Regions from separate parts of the Pan troglodytes genome. Here all the other regions are linked to region 1. A link is a contact called in public HiChIP or PLAC-seq data. All regions are on one chromosome and are shown on one strand. Each heading gives the region's core, a stretch centred on a gene start, on an enhancer-like site or on the middle of the called end of the contact. The rest is flanking DNA. Distances are from core to core; before and after follow the strand shown. Region 1 holds the start of THUMPD3 (THUMP domain containing 3). Region 2 holds the start of BRPF1 (bromodomain and PHD finger containing 1). Region 3 holds the start of OGG1 (8-oxoguanine DNA glycosylase). Region 4 holds the start of RAD18 (RAD18 E3 ubiquitin protein ligase). Region 5 holds the start of MTMR14 (myotubularin related protein 14).

Region 1 (5,208 bases), core at 82-2,581:
TAAAATAATAATAATAATAATAATAATAATAATATGGGGCTTTTAGAGTTTCAGATAGATACAGCTTTGAATTCTTGCCTCCACCATCATAGGTTGAATGACTTATGGCAAATTAATTCTCCCAAACCTTCAAATGTAATTAAGTAATTAGTAATACCTCTTTCCTAGAGTCGTGAGGAGACAAGTGAGAGTAGTACATGGTTAGGCCAATAATTAAAACTTATTAATAGGCTATCTTCTTCCCTCCTGTGAAATAGCATTTCATGCATTTAAAAATGATTAACTGGGCTGGGCACACTGGCTCATGCCTGTAATCCCAGCACTTTGGGGAGCTGAGGTGAGTAGATTGCTTGAGGCCAAGAGTTCGAGACCAATCTGCGTAAGATGGCAAAATCTCATCTCTACCAAAAACACAAAAAATAGCTGGGCGTGGTGGTGGGCGCCTGGAATCCAGCTACTTGGGAGGCTGAGGTGGGAGGACTGCACTCCAGCCTGGGTGACACAGTGAGGCCCTGTCTCAAAAAAAAAAAAAAAAAAAAAGAAAGAAAGAAAGAAAAGAAAAGAAAAAATTAAAAATAAAAATGGTTAACTGAATACTTACTATCTAATGATTACAAATATTCAAACGCCTACTACTTGCCAGGCTCTGGGATCCATAGATGGGCATCAGGAGAGAGATCTTGGAAGTAATCCGAAAGAGTAAAACAAATTTCCTATGCATAAGCTTTTGTGTGTGCTTGGGGTGGGGGCCGGGGGAAGTATTAGAGAGGTGGAGGGGCCATAGCTTACACGAGATTTTCAAAAGGTCTGTGACTCAAAATAACTTAAGTGAGTACAGAATACCTATAATGTCCTTGTGCTATGCCAGCGATACACGACAGTGTTTAACACTACGTCAGTTCCCGCCGTTAAAAAGCTGACAGTCACTGTGAATACAATCTCCATCTTCTAAAAAATGCAGCTGAGGTCAGCTAAAGGACGCGTTCCGCACAAGGTCAGAGAGCCAATGAGAGGCGCAGAATGAAAGAGAACTCACGTCTCCCAACTCCCACCTACAGGGCCCGGGAATCCTAGGGAGCGGGTAAAGGCCTGGGAGAGGTAGCAAGATGGGCTCCGCCACGAGATCCGGCTGAAGTCCGGCTCAGCGCCGGCCTCAACTGCAAGAGGAAGGCCACCCCTCTCTCCCCAAGCTGAAACACCAGAAGAGCCACATTCGGCCGTTCCCAACCGCCGCCAGTTACCGGCCGCCAGCGAAGACCCTTTCAGCTCCCGCAATCCATTGGCCTCTTGCGGTCAGGTCACGCCGCCGGAAGCCGCCCCCGGAAACGGAAGTTAGGCTACGAGTCACGGTGGCTCCGCGCTGGCGGCGGGTTCCCCCCCAAGGTCTTGGGGAAAGGGGCATGCGCTGGAAGCTGTGTGCTGTTGGTTTTGAGGATCTTCAGTAAGCTGAAAGCGGAGAGTCAGGGGCCTTGTGTCCTACCATGGTATTTGCTAACGTTTAGAGAGTGCTTCCCCTTGCCGAGCACTGGGTAAGCGCTTCACATGCGTCATCTCATTTGGAACAAGTCTCTTTTGTTCTAGCACCTATGAAGTGGCAGAGGCTGATTTCTGTTTTAAAGCTGGAGACATCGAGTCTCTCCAGCTTATTTAAATATCTTTCCCAAAATGTCATGCCACTAGTTCCTGATTTCTGTATTGCCATCACTATTTTAGCACTGTTTACTTCATATTTTTCTTTAGTTTTTAAAAAAATAGAAATAGTGGGGCTCACTATGTTGCCTAAGCTGGTCTCGAACATCTGGGCTCAAGTGATTCTTCTGTCTAGCCCTCCTAAAGTGCTGGGATTACAGACATGAGCCACTGTGCCCAATCAGATGAACTTTATTTCTCATAAAGGGTTGAACCTGGTCGGGCACAGTGGCTCATGCCTGTAATCCCAGCACTTTGGGAGGCTGAGGCAGGTGGATCACTTGAGGTCAGGAGTTTGAGGCCAGCCTGGCCAACATGGTGAAACTCCGTCTCTACTAAAAATACAAAAGTTAGCTGGATGTGGTGGCCTGCACCTGTAGTCCTAGCTACTTGGGAAGATGAAGCAGGAGAGTTGCTTGAACCCAGGAGGCAGAGGTTGCAGGGAGCCAAGATTGTGCCACTGCACTCCAGTCTGGGAGCAAGACATCATCTCAAAAAAAAAAAAAGAGTTGAACCTGCATGGTAGCCATTTTGACAGACTGGGAAGCCTAGCTTCCAGTCAGAAGCCAAAAAACAGGCACTTCCAGGGTTGGAAGAATAAGACAGGGATTTATGCTAAACACAGTGGCCAAATATACATGTTAAATAAACTGTAAGAGGGGTCACGAATATTTATGAAAGGAGCAATTTGTGCATGTGCAGTTGAGCTTCATGCCTCTCTGTGGATCCCATGTTTAAAAAATGGTGGCCTTAGCATGATCCAAGGGTAGAGTTTTCTACCGCTTGACTTCAAAAGGTGAAGCAGGGGACGTGAAAACCCTCACTGCACGTCCTCTGTAGACTGGCCAGAACCACTCCCTGGATGGTGGGTGATCTCTTATCAGGAAGGAATGCTAGTCGGTTGTTCTATTGAAACTGCAAATGGGAGGGTCAGCATCAGGCTGGTGGAGTGAGTCTTTCAAAAGGGCTGGTTTCTGTTTAACCCTTAGGAAAGAAAATCTAATGGCGATTATAGAGGGAGGGGTTATAAAGAGGTGTGTCCGACTTCCCATCCTGTCATGAGTAGGAACTCAGCTTCCAAGTTTTTTCTAGGGTCTCCTTGGCCAAGAGAGGGCCTGTTCAGTCAGTTGGGGGGCATAGAATTTTATTTTTATTTTTCAGTTGACAAAAGTTAACTTATTGTAAAAGGAACCCGACAACAAAAAGATAAACCGAATTTAAAACAAAACAAAACCAAAAAGAACACAATTTATAAATGTGCAAAGGGGCTGGGAGTGGTGGCTCATGCCTGTAGTCCCAGCGCTTTGGGAGGCTGAGGTGAGTGGATCGCTTGAGCTCAGGAGTTTGAGACTAGCTCTGGCAACATGGCAAAACTCTGTCGCTACAAAAAATTAACAAAAATTAGCTAGGCATGGTGACACTCACCTGTAGTCCCAGCTACTCAGGAGGCTGAGACAGGAGAATAGCTTGAGCTGGGGAGGTTGAGGCTGTAATGAGTTATGATCACATCACTGCACTTCAGCCCAGGTGACAGAGTGAGACCTTGTCTCAAAAATAAAATGAAAAATATGTAAAGGGCTTGAATAGATATTTCTCCAAAAGATAGACAGATGGCCAATAAGCACATGAAAAGATGCTGAACATCATTAGTCATTAGGGAATTGCAAATTAATCACAATGGGATACTCATCAAAATGACTAAAAGTAAAAAACAAAAAATCAACGGTTCCAAGTTCTAATGAGTATGTGGGGCAATGGAGCACTTATACATTGCTGATGAAAATACAAAATGATATATGCCCTGGTATGTTTTAGCTCTGTGACCCCACCTAAATTTCATCTTGAATTATACTCCCATAATTCCCATATATTGTGGGAGGGACCCAGTGGGAGATGATTGAATCATGGGGGTGATTCCCTGCATACTGTTCTTGTGGTAGTGAATAAGGCTCACAAGATCTGATGGTTTGATAAGAGGTTTCCACTTCCGCTTCTCCCATTCTCTTTCTTGCCGCCGCCATGTAAGAAGTGCCTTTCACCTTCCACCATGATTGTGAGGCCTCCCTAGCCACATGGAACTGTAAATCCATTAAACCTCTTTCTTTTGCAAATTGCCCAGTCTTGGGTATGTCTCTATCAGCAGTGTGAAAATGGACTAATACACGTCCATTGGAAAACAATTTAGCCTTTCGTCAAAAAATTAAACATAGAACACATTACTCACCAATTCCACTACAGATGCTTTCTGACTTAGGATGGTTTGACTTACAATTTTTTGACTTTACAATGGGCTTATGGGTTATAATGCATTTTTTTTTTTTTTTTTTGAGACGGAGTCTCGCTCTGTCGCCCAGGCTGGAGTGCAGTGGCGCGATCTCGGCTCACTGCAAGCTCGGCCTCCCGGGTTCACGCCATTCTCCCGCCTCAGCCTCCCGAGTAGCTGGGACTACAGGCGCCCGCTACCACGCCCGGCTAATTTTTTGTATTTTTAGTAGAGACGGGGTTTCACTGTGTTAGCCAGGATGGTCTCGATCTCCTGACCTCATGATCCGCCCGCCTCGGCCTCCCAAAGTGCTGGGATTACAGGCGTGAGCCACCGCGCCCGGGCTATAATGCATTTTTAACTTACACTATTTTCTGCGTATGGTGGGTTTATTGGGATATAATCCCACTGTAAGTCAAGGAACATCTGTAATAGCTTTATACCCAAGAAGACTGAAAACAGGTGTTCAAACAAAAACTTGTACACAAACTGGGCATGCTGGCTCATGCCTGTAATTCTAGCAATTTGGGAGGCAGAGGTGGGAAGATTGCTTGAGCCCAAGAGTTTGAGACCAGCCTGGACAACATAGGGAGACCTGTCTGTACAAAAAATTTAGAAAGTAGCTGGGTGTGGTGGCACTCATCTGTGGTACCAGACACTGAAGAGGCTGACATGGGAGGATTGCTTGGGCCCAGGAGTTCGAGTCTGTAGTGAACTATGATTGCACCACTGTACTCCAGCCTGGGCAACAGAGAGAGTTCCCATCTCTAAACAACAAAAACAACAACTTGTACACAAATGTGCCTAGCGGCCTTATTGATTTAGTCAAAAAGTAGAAACAACCCAAATGTTCATCAGCTAATGAATAGACAAACAAGTGTGTTATATCTATACAGTAGAATATTATTTGGTCATAAAAAGGAATGGAACACTGTGATATGATACATTGGTTTTCATCCACAGTTCCTAGCTCATAACTTTCCTACCATTTTGCAGTAAACAGAATCTCTTTCTCTGACCTTCTCTTGCCCTCCTTTCACCTGTCTACTTGGCAAGACTCTAATCTGATTGTGGTCATAAGGCATCTATTCCAGAGAGGGCCCTACCCCATACCCTGGAGGAAGGAATGCTGCACAGAGAGGCCAAGAGGCATCTGAATAGACAGACCTTGCTGGGTTTAGAGCATATATTTTTTGTCCAATCACTTTTTGATATGGTTGTCCATGCCTCAATCATGAGCATGGTTGTCCATGCTT
Region 2 (5,269 bases), core at 2,261-4,760, 370 kb before region 1:
GTCCAGGAATTCAAGACCAGCCTAGGCAACATGGTGAAACCCCATCTCTACAAAAAATTTAAAAAACTAGCTGGGCATGGTGGCATGTGCCTGTAGTTGCAGCTACTCAGGAGGCTGAGTGGGAGGATCACTTAAGCACGGAAGGAGGAAGTTGGGGTGAGCCAACTGCACTCCAGGCAGGGTGACAGAGCCAGGCCCTGTCTCAAAAAAAAAAAAAAAAAAAAAAAAAAAGGATAAATCTGGCACTCTTTCTTGACCATAGTTTCCTCATCTGTGAAATGAGAAAAATACCTACCTGAGAGTTGTGAGAATAAAATAAAGGAGTAGCGTGTGGCACTGTAGAGTAAGTGCATTAGTGGCGTACCATTCCACTCACTGCCCTGGCAAAATCAGTGTTCTTTCACTATTCTTTATTCCTGTCACTCTTCTATCTGTGCCTCTCACCTCTCTCTGGCTAGTGAGCCCTGCTTGACCAGTTTTCCAGAGCTGCAAGGTAGAGGTGGCCTTACCGGTAATAGGAAGTTGGCCGGGGTGGGGCATCAGGGGTGTCCTGTTCCAGCTCCCGATAGACCACCTCTGGCAGCTTGGGAGTGGTGCTCGCAGAAACATTGTGGTGGTGGTGATGGTTGGAGTCCTTGCGCTTCTCCTTGTTCTTATGTTTGCCTGACTTGGGAGTAGCAGCTGGTGTCTCAGTGTTCTCCTTGTTGCTGCCATTCTCAGGGGCCTCCTCGGGGGCTTCCTCATCCTCTGACACCACATCCAGGTTGTCAAAGATGCTGATGCGGTGGACGCGGCCATGCAAGTCCACCTCCACCATGCGCTGGGCCTGTGCATAGCTCATCACCTCACGGCCTGGTGACTGTGAGACCTCTGAGGGGCTGGGTGACTGCTTGTTGGCTGGGCGTGACTGGCGCCCCTTCTTCTTGTGCTTGCGGAGTGGAGTTTGTTGTGGGGGTGGTGGGTTGTCGTGGTCATAGTGGTACAGGTGGTACTCAATACCACTGTAACTCTTGTAGACCTTTCGGCAGGTCTCCACCGGGCACTCGTATGGTGGCTTAGTCGCCCGCAAGTTGTGGCAGAAAGTCTTCACATCAAAGTCCACCCCCATGCTGTCACATCTAGAATACACAGATCAGTTAACATAAGGCTGGGGATGAGTTCCTGGCCATTTGCACCAGAGACCCCAGTCTTTCTAGCCCTCCCCCTCACTTGGAGTCACCAGATTCTGGCCAGCCTACCTCTACAGTGTCTCCAAATGCCATCTCCTCCACCATAGCCCATATCTGGGCCCTCATCACCTCTTGCCTGGTTATCCTGCCCTATGTCTCAACTTCTTTAGCCCAATCTCACATCATGTAGGAGAATGATCTTTCTACCAGGTAGTAATGATCATGACACTCTCTTCATTAAAAGCCTCCTGATGCTCCCAGTTCCTTCAAGATAATATTCCAAATTCTCTATGATGCCATTCAAAGAGCTCCTTTCACTGACTGGCCCTAGTCCTCCTTTCTTTTTACAAGTTACAGCTGTTTTTGTCTACACAGGGGAACTTGCCATTCCCTGAATGTTATAACCTCTCATTCCTGCAAAATGATCCCTATTTGGAATGCCCTCCATACTTTCTGATTGGTGGGCTCCTACTCATTCTTCAAAAAACCAGCTCAAATGTCACTTCTGACACAACTTCTCTGACTCTCCCATGGGGAGCTGTTTCCACAGCATTCCATTCTCACCTCTACCACAGCACTTGACATACTGAAAGTTGTCTCTCCCCTGGACTGGGAGCTGTGTAGCAAGGGTACCAGAGCCTATCCACCTCTGTATCCCCAGTACCTAGCATGCACTGGACATTCAGTTTTTGGCGAACGAATGAATGACCTGTTGAACGAATAGCTGAATGAGGGGATCACCAGACTGAGAGCTCAGATGGGATGAAGGCCATGTAGAAAGCTGAATGGGTGGGTGGCTAATGCTTTAGCGTTGGACTCCTGCAGAAATCACTGGATCACAGAAAGAATTCATTTACTTTTGAGGTCTTTATGGGGAGCCTGGCCCTGGTACTGGGTAGGAGATGTACTGTGAAACAAAGTTAAAACTGAGGTCATTTAGTCAGTGACAGCAGCTTGTATTACATTTGAGCTCTTCACCCACTCACACAACATCAACTGAGTGACCACCAAGTGCCAGGCCCTAAGGGTACAAACACGAACGCGACAATCTAGGCATGCTCAGCTCCATGCTGGTCCGCAGGGGCCCTCCCTCCCCCCTCCCCAACATTCCTGGGTGAGTGTAGACAGCAGATGGCACCAGGCTTCAGGAAGCCCAGCTTGGTCAGAGACTGCCCCAATTTCTCTCGGCCTAGTTGAGTTCAACCATTCAGCTAGGGGCTTGGCACCATCCCAGCCAGGCAGGGCTATCATGAGCTCCCTGACAAAATAACCCCTCTTGGCCTCTCCACCTGTGCCTTAACCAGGCAAGTGGGCTGCTCCAGCTCCACTGTCAACGGCTCCTGACTTTCACATCAGTAACGCTACACGTCCAACTGCAACTCTTCTATTTCCTACCTGCAGCTGTGTCTTTAAACATAAACCAACCGAAGCACAAACAAGCTCTCCTCTTTCCAAGCTGGGTCCCGGGTGAATGGTTCCCAAAGTAGCACAGCGAAGCGGCAATCTCCCCTTGGAACCCGGCAGCAGAGGCACAGGCGAGGGAGACGAGAACTTAGACCAGAAAGCCCGTGGGGAGGGCCCAAGGAGAATGGCGGCTGCATCTGCCCCTGAAGCTCAGGGGGCTGGAGGAAGTAAGGGGCGGGGGCCGGAGGGATAGGGCTGGGCCCCGGCAGTGCCCGCAGCCCACTCTCCGGATGCGGCGGCGTTTCCCCTTTGTGGAAGTGTAACAAGTGAAACAAGGCTCCCCGCCTGCCACTAGCCCGGGCAGCCCCGAAAGATACACTGTTGCCCCAGGATGCCTGCTGGGAAGCAATGCACTGTCAGTTCTCCCAGCTGGAGTTGCCAGAGAGGCTCCCGGGCCACGCGGCTCACTGCGCGTCCCACGAACGTAGCCTACCCCTTCCCTGCCGGCCACTCCCGCCCTGGTCCCAGGCCCGCACTCACCGGCCACCTCGAGTCCGGGCTCATCGCCGGGGGCGCCCGCCGGGGCTCCGACCCCACTTGGGGAGGTCGGCGGGGAAAGTCGGGCCGGGAAGGGGGAGCCCCAACTCCGGAGACCGTAGACCTCGCCACCCCGGCCCCCTGCCGCCCCACGCTTTGGTCCCGGCTCCCCGGGATTCCTGAGCTGACCCCTGCTGCTCCTGGTCCCGCCGGCGCCCTGGGGTCTCAACTCCGTCGGCCGCCGCCCGTTTCGCGAGTCCCCAAGATGCCCGGTCTCGGGACCGGGCGCTGCTGGAACAATGGAGGCTCCCAGAGGCAGCGCGAGGACAGCGGCGGCGGAGACCGTGGCGGCAAAGGCTGTGGCAGCGGCGGCGGCAGCAGCGGCGGCGACGGCGTCTGCGCAGGGTAAACGTGGCTCCGCGGCGCTACAGAGCTGCACTTTCGCCACGGATGCCCGCCCGCCCGCTGAGGCTCGAAAGACCGTGCTCCGGGATTCAAAAGGACCCTGGACACCCCACAGGGCTTCTCTAGCTCTCCCATCTTAGAGTGGAGTTTCTGGAGACTGAAGTCACCGTACTCGGGATCTGGGGTCGTCGGGCGGTTTGTGGCGAATCTGCAGCCACGGACGGTGAGCGCGGGGCTGGGCGTGAGGAGCCCGCCCTTCTCCCCTCCCCCTCTGCCTCCTCCCTATCCGCTCCCTGCCTCCTGCTGGCGCCGCGGCTGCGGGAGGGACCTGGCCTTGGTCTCGGAGGAAGGCGGTGAGGCGGGGCCAGAGTCACGGGGCGGGGCTGGGGGCAGGGCCGGGAGCAAGAGGGATGCGGGCTGGAGCCTAAGGGACCGGTAGTTATGGGTAGGACCGGGGCGGGGCTGGAGACTAGACCGGTCTGTGGGGCGGGGCTTGTGGGAGGGGGCGGGGCTACCGCACAGCGGGGGCCTGTTAGAATAGCGGGGTAAAAAGTGGGGCTAAACAGAAGAAGAGTACTCGGGAGAGAAAGGGCGGAGCTTTGGATGAGCCTGGAAAGTGGAGCTGGACTAGAAATAAAGAACAAAGTTGGAAAAAGCGATGCGAGGCTGAAGGGAGCAGGCGGGGCTTGGGAAGGCAGGGGCGGAGCTGTGGGGAAAGGGCAGGACCGATTAGGGATAACGGGGCGTGACTGAAGGAAAGGGAAGAAACTTGGGAAAAGTAAAGGAGAGATGCTAGAGAAAAGGTATGGGTCTGAGAGAAGGGGCTGGTTTGGGGCCGGTGGGTGTGAAAGGGCTTGTGTCTGGTAAAGCGGTGGGAAATCTGTGGGTTGGCAGGGATGTGCTGCGGGTTGCTGATTGGAACATGGTGCCAAAACAGCTGATTTAATGTGAGTGGGTCACCTCCTAGCAATGTGAACGTGGGCAAGTTAGGTTCTTTAAGTTCCTTATTTGTAAAACAGAGCTCGAAAACTCTGTTGTTAGTTCTTGAGGGTTTCAGAGAACTTGCATGGCAGGGGGAGACATCCTTAAACAATACTTCTCCAGTTTTGTCATCAAAGAGGAGCGTGAAAGGTCTTCCAGGGTTCTGGGACAAAGCCCAAAGCATCTGAAAGCTTCTATCTTCTTAATGCAAACTTTGCATTTGACCCACTAAAATGTATGTTTTCTAAAAACCATCCCAATAAAATCGACATGCCAGGAAGAGGTTTGCTGATTAAGATCTTGGGATCTGAAGTCAAACTGATGAATTCTCTTAAATGACTCATCTTCTCAGAGCCTCAGTTTCCTTATGTGTAAAGTGGGAAAAATATATAGTACCTGTTCTCAGAGTTGTTGTGAGAATTAAATGAGATGATGCTTGTAAATCACCTAGCACACGGTTTGACATGTAGTGAATGTTCAAAGAAAATATTAGCTGTTATTATCCTTATTAAAATAATTCAGAATAGATGGATCAAAGCAGAGTTATACTAAGTTATCTCCTTTAGTGGTCAGGAATTCGTTTGAGAATCTGCTGAGAACTATGGGTCGTGTGTAGGATTGGGATTTTATGGAAAAAAAAAAAAAAAAAACAACTATGGGCCTCTCTCCTGAGGAAAAACATACAAAGTTTCACTTATTAAGGTCTTTGAAGAATGTATGAAGAAGTGATTGGATGAACGTGTTAGGATGGGGATGAATCTAGCTGAAGCCAT
Region 3 (4,808 bases), core at 1,240-3,739, 390 kb before region 1:
TTGAATTTTACATATACTTCCTGTGTGCCAAACACTGTGCTAGGTGCAGTATGTATATTCCTTTCTTCAACCCTCATGACAACTCCAATAATAGCATAGGTAGGTGCTATTATTATTCTACTTCACAGATGAAGAAACTTTAGTACAGAGATGCTAAATAATGTGCCCAAGTGAGAGTTGGGGTTCAGAACCAGGCATGGGTCTGTCCCCAGAATGCATGCTCTTAACCCCAAACTACTGTACATTGTATACAGATATTTTTCTGATTAGGCATTGAACCCATTGGGCAAAAAGCACAGACCAGTGAGGTGCTGACATTTTAGGGATGCATGGGGAGGATGAGTAACTGGAGTTGATCAGACCAGGCAGGGCGGTTCTGGATAGGGGAAGTGTTTGGGAAGGCAGGAAGCCTTGAGAAGGTAACCAGGGGAGAAATGAACAGATCTTGAAAGCTGATGGAAGGCCTGGGGGCAGGGGACCCACCTACTCACCAGCCAGGGCCTGCAGGCTGGGGAAGCCATGGTAGGTGACATCATCAAGCTGGATGAGCCGAGGTCCAAAAGCCTGGCACAGCCGCTCCACCATGCCAGTGATGCGGGCGATGTTGTTGTTGGAGGAACAGATAAAAGAGAAAAGGCATTCGATGGGGTCTTGTCGCAGCAGTCGCACACCTGGAGACCAGAAATGCAGGGGGTAGGAGAGGTACCTGCTGTTGGGTGTGGCCTCTTCCCACCCACAGGTCAGATCCTAGGTACCAAAACTCCAGGAGGATCCCAGGAGAATGAGAGTCAGCACCGTTAGAGAAAGCAACACCAGACCTCTCATTCCTCATAGCATCTTGTGAGGGCTGAGTTACCATCCCATTCCACAGATAAAGAGGCCACAATGTAAGCTCCACGAGGACTGGCATTTGGGTCTGTTTTGTTCACTGGTGTATCCCCAGTCACACAGCAGATGCTTTGTATATATTTACAGAATGAATGAAATCACTTGCCCTAGGTCACACAACCAGGAATGGGCTCAAAATCCTTGTCACTTCACTATGTTGATTAGCAGGATAATAATAATGGTAATAATACTTACTATGTGCCTGGCATTATTCTAAGCACTTTACATGTATTAGTTCCTTAAATCCTCATAAAAGCCTATGAAGTAGATATAATCCCCATTTTACAGGTGGTAAAACTGAGTCATAGAGAAGTGACTTATGTCCAAGAACCCTAACCCCAGCCCAGGTCCTGTACTCACCTTGGAATTTCTGAGCCACCTCTTGGAAGTGGGAGTCCACGGAACCCCAGTGGTGATACAGTTGAGCCAGGGTGACATCTAGCTGGAAGTACTTGCGCACGGCCTCCAGCTCGTCTGGTGTGGGCCTGCTAGCCTGGCTCTTGTCTCCTCGGTACACAGTGCAGTGGAGCTGCTCCTCAGTCTGAGTCAGTGTCCATACTTGATCCGCTAGTACACCACTCCAGTGTGCAGGACTTTGCTCCCTCCACCTGAGCCCAAGGCACATGACAACCCTGGCACTCAATTTCCTTTCTTGCACCCTTTGGGGTCCCTCCTATCCTACAATAGCTCCATGTACGAAACTAATACAAGTAACAGTGCTATCTTCCAGTCTGAGCAACATGGCGAAACCTCACCTCTACAAAAAATACAAAAATTTAACCGGGCATGGCGCACACCTGTAGTCCCAGCTACTCGGGAGGCTGCGCCCGGGGGGTCGAGGCTGGAATGGGCCTCTCTGCATTCCTACCTGGGCAATAGAGCGAGACCCTGTCTCAAAAAAAGAAAAACAAGTGCTATTATCTTCTGCATCGGTTATACCGCTGGATCCTTACAATTATCACTGTACAGACATATTAAAGGTAACAGGTTGGCTACCCGTGCTTGTTTCCTCTTTTGTACCCCGGGTTTCTTCCATCATCCCCCAAATTCCTTTGTACCCCATGCCAGGCAGTGCTGAGGCGGCAGGAGCCAGTCCCAGGGGACAGGCTTCTCAGGCTCAGTCACTCACCGGAAAGATTGTCCAGAAGGCAGAACCAGGTCCAGGCGCAGCTCAGAGCGAGGGCACGGGATGGAGGCCCACAGGGCAGGAGTGGAGGCTAGAGTACGATGCCCCATGCGCCTGGGCAGAAGCGCGCGGGCCGGCATTTCCACAGCAGGCACCACCCCGTAGTAGCCCCGCCCACCCAGAATCAGGCCTCGTCGACGCCCAAAGACCCCGCCCAGACAAGGACCACGACCCTTAAGGCCTCGCCCACACGGTGCTGTTTAACAACCTTCCCTGTTTCACTTAATTCCTCCACCTCCTGCATGCCTCGCCCTTTGCGGGTCATCAAAGCCCCGCTTCGTGCCCCAATTCTCCGGCTTTCCTGAGGTGTAGGTCCCGCCCCCTCCTTGCGACTTATCTTCTCCCGCCCCCAGAGCCTGTGGGCGCGCACAGCTGTGTTCTTCTGGGTTCTCCAGGGGCAGACCACAGCACCACCGGAAGTAGGGCTCAACCACCGCTCATTTCACCTAGAGGTAGCCAATCCGAGGAGGAGGTAGGAGGCGCCAATGAGAAATCAGGGTGGGCGGGCCGTTCTGAGGCGCTCGCGCGGATGGCCGGCACTGGGCTCTCTGCCCGCTGCTCGCCTTTCCCCCTCCGGGATTGTCTGCACTTGGGGCGCTAACGAGTTCCATCTGGGCGCCCCGCGGTTCCTCAGGGCTGTCCGTCTTCAGAGCCACGTCCTTCCCCAGCCCGTTCTCCGAGAGCCGTTCTCCCCCGAGCCTTTGCAGTCTTAGGCGTTCGCCCTCCTTGGGCCGCCTCCCACGAACCCTGTCTTCACCAAGAACCGGAGCGAACACAGCTCCGGCCCCAGAGCCCTCGGGAAGTGTCTCCAGAGTATTATTCTCTTCTGCGCCCGCCCGCTAAGCTTGTCCCATTCAAGGCCTTTAGGCGTCCTCTGAGACCTCAGGACATCAGAGGCCTCTCCTCGGATTGTCGTCCCGCCGGCCGCCACAGCTGCTGCCTGCCGTCTTGGGCATTTCTTCCATACTCCATCTGCTCATGCTTTCCTCGGAATGGGACGTTTGCCGGGGGTTTGTCTGGGGCTGGGCCCAGAAGCCCATCAGGTTGAGTCCAAGTCCCAGTGTGTGGCCCTGAGGCAGCCTGCCTTCTAGTCGCCTGGAGTAGGAGAATGGATTATTTAATTTCTTCCCTTCTGGAGGATGGCATGAAAAAGCAGGGAGCTAGGAGACATGACCTTTATCTGGGCCATTCTCACCTTTTAGCATAGGGATTTGGGGTTGCTGTATCTTAACTATCAGGCTGCAAGTTTTTTTTCTTTGAGACGGAGTCTCACTCTGTCGCCTAGGCTGGAGTGTGATGGCGCGATCTCGGCTCACTGCAACCTCCGCCTCCCGGGTTCAAGCGATTCTCCTGCCTCAGCCTCCCGAGTAGCTGGGACTACAGGTGCGCGCCACCACGCCCAGCTAATTTTTGTATTTTTAGTAGAGACGGGGTTTCACCATGTTGGCTAGGATGGTCTCGATCTCTTGACCTCGTGATCCAGCCGCCTCGGCCTCTTAAAGTGTTGGGATTACAGGCGTGAGCCACCGCACCCCGCCCAGACTGCAAATTCTTGAAGAGCAACATCTGCAGCGGATTGACCCTTGTGTCCCAGCCAGAGACCTAGCGGAGTGTACCGTCAGCATGGAATCAACATCAGACCAGTGCCATCATTGTCTCAGTGCCACTCCTCAGTGGCTGCAAGGCCTGGGCCGCCCCTTCTTCCTGTGACTGTTCCTATCTGTAGGCATGCCATCCCACAGGCGCCTAGCACTTGGAAGGCATTCCTTCAATAAATGTCGGTGGAGTCTGGAAAGAAGGTGCTGAGGTTGGGGGTGAGCAAAGAGCAACCCTCTCCATCCCTGCTCTGTCTCCGGTTAAGCAGTGGGGAAGGTCTCAGCTGTAGTGATGCTGAAACACTTGGGCCATGCCACTGGCAAAGGACTTGAGGCCTCTAAGGGCCAAGTAGGAATCGATAGTTGACTCTTCCCCTGGCAGTTCAGCATACTGGTTGAAGAGCCAGGTTTGCAAACAGACCTGGGTTCCAATTCTAGCTCTGCACCTTCCTAGTTGTAGGAACTTAGGCAAGATAATTTTTTTGAAACTTCAGCATCTTTGTGGAGATAACCAGTCTATTATTAAACTACCCTATAGTTACTGCAAGGATTACGCAAAGCTGAATGTCTAAAGGTGCTCAGCACAGGGCCTGCCACTCACTCCATGCATGGGCAACAGGGGCTCTCTTTGCTGTGTCTTATGAAATGTAGCATGCACAGCAGTCAGCAACCACTTGGGCCCAATTATGTATCATCCCTGGGGCACAGAACCTCCCTTTGTATCCCCTTTGCCCTGGCAGGGGGCAAGAACAAAGAATTCTAAATAGACAGTTTATTTTCTAAGAATCAATATATTTTCTTCCTTTGAAATAAATACAAACCAGTTTGAAAGGTGGGGGAATCTATGGGAAAGAGAAGGGAAATGGGGACAGCCCCCAGTCTTTTTTTTTTTTTTTTTTTAGTACCAAATGACTCTGGCGCGACCCGGAAACGCAGTTACAAATGAGAATAATTTAAATTCTCCAATAATTACAGTATTTACAACAGCAGGGGAGGGAGTCACCTAGTGCCCCTCTTCCAGGCTGGACAGATGCCCACTCACCTCACGACCGGTAGGGGCCCCAGGCCTCTAGGCAGTTATGGATTCTCCTGGCATGAGCAGGTAGAGGTGGTGGGATGGCCTGTTTTACGCAGTGTCC
Region 4 (4,730 bases), core at 317-2,816, 400 kb after region 1:
CTGGGAGGAAAAGATTTATGGGAATGTGGGCTTAGTCGGTGATTCATCCATTCATTCAGCCTCACCCACCAGCTATTGGCAGACACTCAGAGATGAATGGCACTGCATCCTGTCCTGGAGGCTCTCCATAGATAGGGAAATGAATTTTGGCCCCAGGACCAACAAGTACTGCCTGCTTCCAAATCTGTCTCCATGGTTGAATGCAAAAAGTACATTCCTGTCCCTGTCTTATCTCTCTCTCCCTTTCTCCTTACCCATTCTTTCTCTTTTTTCTCATCTCCTCTCTCTTCCTCTCTCACCTTCCCAGCCATTTGTCACCTTAAACCTAATTACCTTGTCCAACTAGTACTGTGAAAAAAACAATTACTGGTTCACTCAGGCCACGGACCTGGTCTTAAATGCTTTTCCTTTGTCTCTCCAAGACCCCACTTCCTCCGCATCCAGAACTATCCCACATTTTCCAGCTCAGCCTGGCAATCATTTGCGTTCATTTGCATGCCGTTCTATGATTGGCTGATACAAAGTGGGGGGCGGGGGTGGACACCGTAAACCTCCATTCCTCATGCATTTAATATAACATGTATGAAAAAAAGTATCTATGTTTATATCTCGTTTAAGAAAAAAATTGTTCAATGATATTTGTTAAAGCACAATAAGGAAGACTTAATCAGGACAATTCAAGTAGGTATAGAGACCGCTGGAACTGTGTCTTGCAATTGGTGAAAACTGGGCTCAACTCTGAATACAACACGGGCAAATGGAAATTTATAGCCAGGAAGCAGGGTGGGGAGCAGTGCATGAAAAATTACTAAGAGGAAACATCAGAGGTAAGAGTAGATTCTTGCTGAAGAGGCCAGGGTGATCAGACATCAACTGGGGGATGGTGGAGGATGAGGAACACATCAGATATCAAGAGTGATCACATATCAAAGGTGGGGATTCTTGGTAACTTGATTTAGCAGGGTTTTTTGCTAAAACTGGATTTTTACAGGAAGTACACAGATTGGCCTAGGAGAAGGTTCAGGAGCCTGACTAAAGTTTGCTCAAGCAAAGAATCTTTGTCAATCTGCATAGGAAATATCTAGAAGGCTATATGCCAAAGTTAATGGTGCTTCTCTCCGAAGAAAAAGAAAAACTGTGTATTAAAATTTTAATATGAATAAAAGCAACAGCTCCCATTTAAAGCCCAGAGGTCCTGTTTGGAATCTGACTCGAAACTCTATCCACTTTTTCGGGCGTAGGCTTCTCTTGTGTAAACTGACAATGTTAACATCTACCTCCCAGTGTTGTAATACAGGAGACATAACTTAATGGATATAAAAACTTCTGTTCAGAGCAAGGACGGATAGTCATTGCGATTAGGGTGGGCCACCCGGAGGGGGTCATGAGCCTAGACCTTGACAGATCTGGCGAGGTCTGGATTTGGTTTGATTCCTGGCTATCTTTTCTTAATATTCAACTGGCTCTACGCTTTTTAACCATTCGCTTTCTTCAAGGTAAGTGCGGCAGAAGCCTGGCGCATGCGCAGTACAAGCCCTTAAGCGGCGCCCCGCCCACATACTACTACAACTTCCGGCAGGCTCCGCGCCCGCCTCTGGCGCGTCGCGGGCTGCTGACGTAATGCGGTAGCGCGGGGAATTTCGAGTGGTGTTGGCGCGCCGGAGGCTAGTGGGTGGCTGACCCCCAGCATCTTCGGGAGCGACCATGGACTCCCTGGCCGAGCCTCGGTGGCCTCCGGGCCTGGCAGTCATGAAGGTGAGTGCTTCGGGGAGGTTGGGAGCTCCCGGGTGTCTGCGGGGGGAGGTCCCTCCCTTTGCGGAGCCTGTCCTCGCCTTAAGGAGAAAGGATGAGGCGCGAGCGTCGCACTGGGCCCGGGTATCCGGCTCTGCCCTGCCACTAGCCGACCGCGTGGCTCTGGGTCTCAGTTTACTCCTCTGATAAGTGACAAGGACAAGCCTGGTGAGCTGAGGTTGGCAGTCTTATGGAACCAGCTATTCTGCGATCCAATCCCAGCAATAACATGGAGAAAAACAGTTATTCCAAACAATGACATTGACAGCTGTTCTTTACTGAAAGCTTACTTTGTGTCAAGCACTAAACAGTGACACCGGACATGATTTTGGGTGGACGCTTTATCAGATAACATGTATGTAATCACGTAGCCAAGCAGGTAGTCTCCTTTACAGGCTCTTTCATTTCTTCTGATTATTCTCAATAAACCTAGTGCTGGTTTGTTCTGACATACTGCCCCAACTCCTCTCTAAGACACCTTCACTCTTCTCTAACAAGTGCTCATGTCTCTTAAACAGAGATCAGGACTCAGGCTCAGCGCTGATCTTGGATTGCATCTAATTATTTCACTTAAATAACATTTATTTTTGTGGCCACTTTCTGTTTTGGCAAGGCATACCAGTTTCCATTTACAGTAGTGGTGGGCCCTGGATTTGCTCAAGAGCAGATGCACTTTGCTGTGCTGGCTAAAGATCAGTTGCTTGGTGTTTCTTCTTGCTCTGTGATTATTTCCGTTTCTCACAGTGGCTAAGATAGCCTTCTTCTCTTCCTCAGTTTTGTAGACTTGGGGATTATAATATCTGTCCCACTGACTCATAAATTTGACTTTAGAATTAAGTGAAGGCTAAAGTAAGTAGAAGGCCTTGTTCTTCCTGCTGTCATCAGTGACGTCTAGAGTGCTTGGGGACTTGAGATATCTGCATGATGAGAAGCTGACATTGTGAAATGATCCAGGAAAGCTGTAGTTTTGGAGTTGTGGGCTTGGCACCAGGATGCAGTGGAGAAGAGCACAGATTTGAGTTCCAGTGGTCCTGGGTGAAATCTCCTCTCTGCCTCTTAACTGTATGACCTTCAGTTAGTAACTTAACCTCTCTGAGCCTGAATTTCTTCAACTATAAATTAGAGACAAAAATAACAGTTCATAGGATTGATTAAATAAATTAGTTGATGTATGTGGGCACAGATTCTGCCGTGTATTCACTGTGCTTACTGCAGTGCCTGACACCAAGTGGGTGCTCAAATATTATTTGCTGCTTGATTGAAAGTATCTGGAATGTAGTAAGCATTCAATGAATATATTTTATTATTATTAGCACTGTGTTAAATGCTTCTTTCCCCTTTTAATTTGTTGTCATGAAGCTTGACTTGGATAAGGAAAGTAAAAGAGCTCTGTAACCTGTAAAGCTCCTGCTTTGTAGATTTAAGCACACTTTACATATTCCCACAATTTCAGTGTTCTTTAGAGGCGGGTTCCATGTCTTCTCTGACTTTGGTATCTCACCACAGCACTGAATGTAGAGTTTGGCACCACAGAGTGTTCAGTGAGTGTTCAACCAGAGAGTTGATTGAGCCCATATTTTTTGCTCACATTGGAATCATGGAATCTTAAGGTTAGAAAACCAGCCCCTTTCAGTATTTTAATCTCCTTTATAACACATCTGCCAATTTCTCACCTAATTTTTGCTTGAACTCTTCCAGGCACAAAGAACTATCAGATCCCAGAAGCAGATCTGACCGAAGTTACTTCTTTTATTGAATAGAAGTCTGACTCAGAATCCATGGTTGCTAACTTAGGATTCACAGAAAGACTTTGGAGTCTCAAGTTATTTGTAAAATTTTTGCATGTATGTTTTTCTGAGAAGAGGGTCCATAGTTTTCATCCATTTTTCAAAGGGATCTGTAACCCCAAAAACTTAAGAGTATTTTTGTAATTATTATGTTTTTCCACCCATTTTCTACTTCTCCCTTTCACTTTCTCTCTCTCTAAACTAAAGAAATTTTGGGGAGTCTGCTGACCACTCTCTATTCAGGCATCATTTTTTGTTTAGTTGGTTGAGGCACATGTGATATGCATGTTACTGTCTTGGAGTGACATGACAAGAAATTTGAACCAGAAATAGCTCATCTGATGTAGTGTCAACTTCCACAATTGTGCTCTGCAGATCTTTCAGAATCATTCCTCCACCAGAAGAGGATGGCATAGATAAGAAAGTGTGATATAATAGACTGGTTCTGGCTTCTGGGCCTGCCTCTGCTCTTAATTGATCTTGAACATAACCCTTTAGATTTTTGTGTCTGTGACAGCTTACCATCCACAATAATGGAAGATTTTGGCATTTTATTATTTCCCTGGTTTTACTTTAACAGAAATTTACTGTTTTTGGCATATTGTAAATGTAATATGTGTACACAGTAGAAAAAAATTAAAATTCAGAATAAGATAAAGGTGAAAAATAAAACCGTCCATAATTCTACCACCCAGAGAACCAGTGTTTAATATTTTACCTTATTTTCCTTTGGTTTTTGTGCATTTAAAATTTGGGATCACTGTGGAGTCAACTTCTTGGGTTTGATCCAGCCAACTTAGGAACTCTGTAGACTTTATTTTTAAAATTGGGATACTGATGCTGTGGACTTCATAAGATTGCTATGAAGATTAAACTACAGAGTTGTTATTATTATGTATTATTGGCATAGATTTATTTTCTGATTTTTATTTTCCTAGGGCATTAATTTTTCTTTGAAAGCATGTTTTTTAATGGCTGCATAATATTTCATCATATGGACCATTAGCAACATTAGTCCTTTTTTGTTTACATTTTTAAAATTCAGGTAATAGGTTCACATGGTTCAAAATACACATAAAATAAAAAGTAAAAGTCTCCTTCTTACCATGTTCCTGGCCCTGATCATTATTTATGACTTCTTGTTTATCTTCT
Region 5 (5,228 bases), core at 1,379-3,878, 280 kb before region 1:
GGAGGTTGCAGTGAGCCGAGATCACGCCATTGCATTCCAGCCTGGGCGACAGAGTGAGACGCCATCTCAAAAAAAAAAAAAAAAAAAAAAAAAATTAGCCAGGCGTGATGGTGCATGCCTGTAGCCCCAGCTACTAGGGAGGCTGAAGCAGGAGGATCGCTTGAATCCGGGAGGTGGAAGTTGCAGTGAGCCAAGATCGCACCACTGCACTCCAGCCTGGGTGACAGAGGGAGACTCCTTCTGAAAAAAAAAAAGTTTGCAAGAAGTTAGTCCAAAGGTAGTGAGTTATCTCAATCGATTGTTCAGTTACAGATCTAACTCCCTGTTCTGCCTGAATTGTTATAAATACATATAAATATATATACATCTAAGTTTGCAGGAGATCAGAAGGCCTGGAGAGATAATTAAGGCCAGCCGCAGCCAATATCAGGTGTAACTTATGATAACCCTAATCTTCAGGGTCATGTAAGTTGGAAGAGGGGTCCAGAAAAACCAATGACCTACAGCCACTCAAAAGACCCTTACTGGCCAGGCGTGGCGGCTCACGCCTGTAATCCCAGCATTTTGGGGGGCTGAGGTGGGAGGACTGCTTGAGCTTAGGAGTTTGAGACCAGCCAGGGCAATATAGCCAGACCATGTCTCTATGAAAATAAAGAAAAATTAGCCAGGCATGGTGGTGTGTACCTGTGGTCCCAGGTACTTGGCAGGCTTAAGTGGGAGGATCGCTCAAACCCAGGATTTCGAGGCTGCAGTAAGTCATGGTTGCACCACTGCAATCCAGCCTGGGCAGCAGAGCGAGACCCTGTCTCAACACAAAAAACAAAAACAAACAAACAAAAAAAGCCAGGCGCGGTGGCTCACGCCTGTAATCCCAGCACTTTGGGAGGCTGAGGTAGGCTGATCACCTGAGCTCAGGAGTTCAAGACCAGCCTGGCCAACCTGGGGAAACTCCATCTCTACTAAAAACTACAATAATTAGCTGGGCATGGTGGTGGGGTCCTGTAATCCCAGCTACTTGGGAAGTTGAGGCAGGGAGAATTGCTTGAACTGGGGAGGCGGAGGATGCAGTAAGCTGAGATCGCGCCACTGCACTCCAGCCTAGGCGACAAAGCGAGACTCCTTCTCAAAAGAAAAAAAAAAAAAAAAGCAAATTCCAGGATCCCACCCCCAGAAATTCTGACTTGGTAGGACTGGGTGGGACTAAGGAATCTCTGTTTTCACAAAGTATCCCATAAGCATAAATTTTAAAAGTACCCCAGATGATCATTAAACAGGTGGTCCCCAGACTATACTTGGAAAAATTACTTGGCCATTTGGAGAGTGAGGAAGTCCAATCCTTACTGAAGTCTTCCTTGGGTTACTTCAGAGACTACAAGATGCCAGCTACAGAATAGCAACTCACGGTAACCTCTGAGGTCAAATCAGAGTTCTGTGGTGCAGGATGGAACAGAATTCCACTGGAAAACTTGGTGCTAAAGCTGCCAGAACCACGTGGAGGAATGAGATGGCAGGGTCGGCAAGATTCCCACCGCACTGCCAGCCAGTGCTTAGGGTGGGGATGGCCTGAGCCCTCCAGGTCTGGCAATAGGACGACTGGGTGGAAATCCCAAAGGGAGCAAAAAGAGGAACGGAGACCTGCTTTAGATAAAGGAACTGAAAGGGAGTGTGGGTTGTCTTCCTGCTCTATAGGGGAAGGAAAGGGATGGGCCTAAGTCATACTGAGACCTTATAAGGGGGCAGCACACTGGGTTCACCTCCTGGCTCCATTCTGACCTCTGACCCCGAGGAATCGTCTCCCTATTTTTCTTAGCTTTTTCTTGGGGCTTTTTCCCTGACACAACTCATCCTACGGCACCTGAAGCAGGGAACAGACCTTCCTTAGGTCCTCCTCTCTGATCTTTGAACCTGGCCCCTCAGCTTGATCTCTCACCTCCAGACCCCTTCTCAAACAAGAAGGACCTCTTTGCTGGGCTCATTCTGACCCCAGTTCCTCCTTTTATGGTTGTCAAGTCCGACTCTTATACTCCGGATACAGACCCTGGAGAACTCCTCTCTCTCTCCTCTTCCTCAGCGGCGAGGTACCACTCCTACCTTTCTCTGACCCCTGGCCTCAGCCTTTCCTCTGTAACTTCCCAAGTTAGGAGCCTTCCCCAGCTCATCGCACCTCCAGTCTCACCTTAGAGCCGCCGGTCCCGCTGCCATCCTTGGCCCGGTACTGAGTCCGGGAGAACTCCTCCAGCAGCTCCCCAAGCCCCGGCTCCTGCGGCGGCTGGTTGCCTGAAGAGGCCGAGGACCCCGCCGAGGCAGCGGCGGCGGCGGCCCGAGCGCCGGCCATGGCCCAGCCCCGCGTCCCCTCAGTGTGCCTCAAGCCGGCCCATGGCACCTGCCTGCACCAACTCCGACACTAGAACCTCCGGAACCGCCTCAGCCACCGCCTTCTACTTCCACTTCCGGCCCCGCCCCGTCCCGCCGGATGTTTACTCCGACTCTGGCCAATCGGAGCTCTGGACCCGCGCCCCGCCTACGATTACTGGCCCGCCCCCGGCGCAGAGCGATCCTTGTATCCTCCAGGGAGGCCACTGGCTGATACCGCGTGATCCGCCCCAAGGGGTTTCCCCCGGGGAAGCCGGGCTCAACCATTGGGCTGCCAGAGGAGGGGGGTAGCAGGAAGGAACCATTGAAAAGAACCAGAGGAAAAGTGGAATCAACAATTACAGGGAAGCCGACCGTGGTGGCTCACACCTGTCATCCCAGCACTTTGGGGGGCCGAGGCGGGCGGATCACTTGAAGCCAAGAGTTCGAGACCAGGCTGCCAAAATGGTGAAACCGCATCTCTACTAAAAATAAAAAAATTCGCCGGGCATGGTGACACCCACCTGTAATCCCAACTACTTGGGAGGCTGAGGCAGGAGAATCGCTTGAACCCTTGAGGCTGAGGTTGCAATGAGCCGAAATCGAACCACTACACTCCAGCCTGGGTGACAGAGCAATACTCTGTCTTAAGAAAAAAAAAAAAAAAAAAAAATTACAGGGCGAGGAGGAGAGAACGCTTGGAGGCAACAAATTAGTACTAGAAACCATAATGGCAGTGGTTACCAATATTAAAACATTTCAGCCGGCCGCGGTGTCTCACGCCTGTAATCCCAGCACTTTGGTAGGCCGAGGCAGGAGGATTACGAAGTGAGGCATTCGAGACCAGCCTGATCAACACAGTGAAACCCCGTCTCTACTAAAAATACAAAAATTAGCTGGGTGCAGTGGCGCGTGCCTCTAATCCCAGCTACTCGGGAGGCTGAGGCAGGAGAATTGCTTGAACCCGGGAGGCGGAGGTTGCAGTGAGCCGAGATCGCGCCACTGCACTCCAGCCTGGGTGACAGAGTGAGACTCCGTCTCAAAAACAAAAACAAAAACACAACATTTCATAAAACCCTTTCTCCCCCTGCTGCTCACAACATCCCTGTGAGTACAGTGCATTATATCATCAGCCCTATTTTATTGAGGTAGAAACTGGGAGTCAGGGAGGTGAAGCGACTGCCTTGAAATTCTGTGATGAGAAGCCTCTCATTATTATTATTATTAGAATATTTCAGACATTCGCAAAAGTGGAGACAATTGTATAATGAACCCTCATGTACCCATTAACTGGTTTTGAACAATAATCAACATCTGCTTATCTATCCTGTTTAAGCAGTCCCTTCCCATCCAGGGAATTATTTTAAAGCAAATCCCAGACATCACATTATTTCAGCTGTGAATACTTAAGCATTTATCACAACAGATTAGTACTTCAAAAAAAATACATAAAAAATATAAGGCTATTAACATGCCTAAGAAAATTAACAATATTCCTTAATGTGGTCTAATACCCAGTCTGAATGAAAGTAATTCGTTTTTGGTAAACTTTTAATAGAAGTATGATACGTACACCAGCGCCCCGGAAGCCCCCTCCTGACCACTTTCAGTCACTACCCACTCACCAACAACCACCCACCACCCTGCCCCCCCAACTCCTCCCACCCCCAGTTAATCACTATCTTGGCTTTTAGAGTTTTAATACGGTAGATTGGTTTTTAATTTAATTTAATTTTTTTTTTTTTTTTTTTAGAAACAGGGTTTCACTCTGTTGCCTAAGCTGGAGTACAGTGGCATGATCATGGCTCACTGCAGCCTCCAACTACTGGCCTCAAGCAATCCTCCTGCCTCAGCCTCCCAAGTAGTTGTGACTACAGGCATGTGCCACCACACCCAGCTACTTTTTAAATTTTTTTGTAGATACCGAGTCTCACCATGTTGTCCCGGCGAGTCTCAAACTCCTGGGCTCAAGCAATCCTCCCACGTCTGCCACCCAAAGTGCTGGGATTACAGGTTTGAGCCACTACTCCTGGCCTACTAGATATTTTCTGACAAATCTATACACATTTGTCTTAAACACCAAGGAATGAAATGACTGGATTATATGGTGTTAAAGAAAAATTACAAGCCGGGCATGGTGGCTCATGCCTGTAATCCCAGCACTTTGGAAGGCCAAGGTAAACTGATTACCTGAGCCCAGGAGTTCGAGACGAGCCTGGGCAACATGGTGAGACCCCCATCTCTACAAGAAAATCAACCAGGTGTGGTGGCGCACATTGAGAGGCTACTTGGGAGGCTGAGGTGGGAGAGGATCCCTTGAGCCGGGGAGGTTGAGGCTGCAATGAGCTGTGATCATGAAACTGTACTCCAGTCTGGGTGACAGAGCGAGACTCTTGAGACTCTGTCTTTAAAAAAAAAAAAAAGAAAAGAAAAAAAATTATAGGCCATTATTTTGGACAAAGCACCTGCACTAGATCCTAACAAAGGAGACTAAGAACCAAAATGGAGTAATTCCTACTAAACTTACATTTTACCAAGCTGAAACTAAATTATCTGACCTTCAGAGAAATCTAGAGAGATAATAGATATTTCCCAAACAGGCCACTTTCAATAAGCATGATAATGAACTTTCCTCTGCCCTTAATCCTTACAACAAAAGTAACCTGATGTTAATCAATCCGTTATTTTTCTTCTTCTTCTTCTTCTTCTTCTTCTTCTTCTTCTTTTTTTTGATACGAGTTCCCGCTGTTCTGTCACCCAGGCTGGAGTGCAGTGGTGCCATCTCGGCTCACTGTAACCTCTACCTCCCGGGTTCGAGCAATTCTCCTGTCTCAGTTTCCAGAGTAGCTGGGATTACAGGTGTGCGCCAACACACC

The links. HiChIP or PLAC-seq counts read pairs in DNA pulled down with a chosen protein or histone mark.
Region 2: an H3K4me3 HiChIP or PLAC-seq map of stem cell-derived excitatory neurons shows a contact between it and region 1, with 3 times the contacts expected there. The contact joins the promoter of BRPF1 here to the promoter of THUMPD3 in region 1. A contact is called at or near these places in 1 of 7 Hi-C or Micro-C datasets (induced pluripotent stem cells) and 1 of 1 datasets of contacts at active chromatin or transcription factors (stem cell-derived excitatory neurons).
Region 3: a contact with region 1 is called in an H3K4me3 HiChIP or PLAC-seq map of stem cell-derived excitatory neurons, with 4 times the contacts expected there. The contact joins the promoter of OGG1 here to the promoter of THUMPD3 in region 1. A contact is called at or near these places in 1 of 7 Hi-C or Micro-C datasets (induced pluripotent stem cells) and 1 of 1 datasets of contacts at active chromatin or transcription factors (stem cell-derived excitatory neurons).
Region 4: an H3K4me3 HiChIP or PLAC-seq map of stem cell-derived excitatory neurons shows a contact between it and region 1, with 3 times the contacts expected there. The contact joins the promoter of RAD18 here to the promoter of THUMPD3 in region 1. A contact is called at or near these places in 2 of 7 Hi-C or Micro-C datasets (both in induced pluripotent stem cells) and 1 of 1 datasets of contacts at active chromatin or transcription factors (stem cell-derived excitatory neurons).
Region 5: a contact with region 1 is called in an H3K4me3 HiChIP or PLAC-seq map of stem cell-derived excitatory neurons, with 3 times the contacts expected there. The contact joins the promoter of MTMR14 here to the promoter of THUMPD3 in region 1. A contact is called at or near these places in 1 of 7 Hi-C or Micro-C datasets (stem cell-derived neural progenitor cells) and 1 of 1 datasets of contacts at active chromatin or transcription factors (stem cell-derived excitatory neurons).

The regions. Positions count from the first base shown.
Region 1 is chr2:13,397,337-13,402,544 of NHGRI_mPanTro3-v2.0_pri, reverse strand. THUMPD3 (THUMP domain containing 3) reads right to left here and starts at 1,331. Exons shown (of 10, transcript NM_001280225.1): 1 at 1,242-1,331. The region is part of intron 1 of SRGAP3 (SLIT-ROBO Rho GTPase activating protein 3); the gene reads left to right.
Region 2 is chr2:13,767,826-13,773,094 of NHGRI_mPanTro3-v2.0_pri, reverse strand. BRPF1 (bromodomain and PHD finger containing 1) reads right to left here and starts at 3,510. Exons shown (of 14, transcript XM_016940409.4): 1 at 3,114-3,510; 2 at 510-1,118. The coding sequence starts at 1,108.
Region 3 is chr2:13,785,486-13,790,293 of NHGRI_mPanTro3-v2.0_pri, reverse strand. OGG1 (8-oxoguanine DNA glycosylase) reads right to left here and starts at 2,489. Exons shown (of 7, transcript XM_024355301.3): 1 at 2,018-2,489; 2 at 1,249-1,496; 3 at 492-671. The coding sequence starts at 2,154. It overlaps BRPF1 (bromodomain and PHD finger containing 1), which reads right to left. Exons shown (of 14, transcript XM_016940409.4): 14 at 4,441-4,808.
Region 4 is chr2:13,000,172-13,004,901 of NHGRI_mPanTro3-v2.0_pri, reverse strand. It overlaps RAD18 (RAD18 E3 ubiquitin protein ligase), which reads left to right and starts at 1,566. Exons shown (of 13, transcript XM_063805301.1): 1 at 1,566-1,755. The coding sequence starts at 1,705.
Region 5 is chr2:13,683,427-13,688,654 of NHGRI_mPanTro3-v2.0_pri, reverse strand. It overlaps MTMR14 (myotubularin related protein 14), which reads right to left and starts at 2,628. Exons shown (of 20, transcript XR_010155104.1): 1 at 2,177-2,628.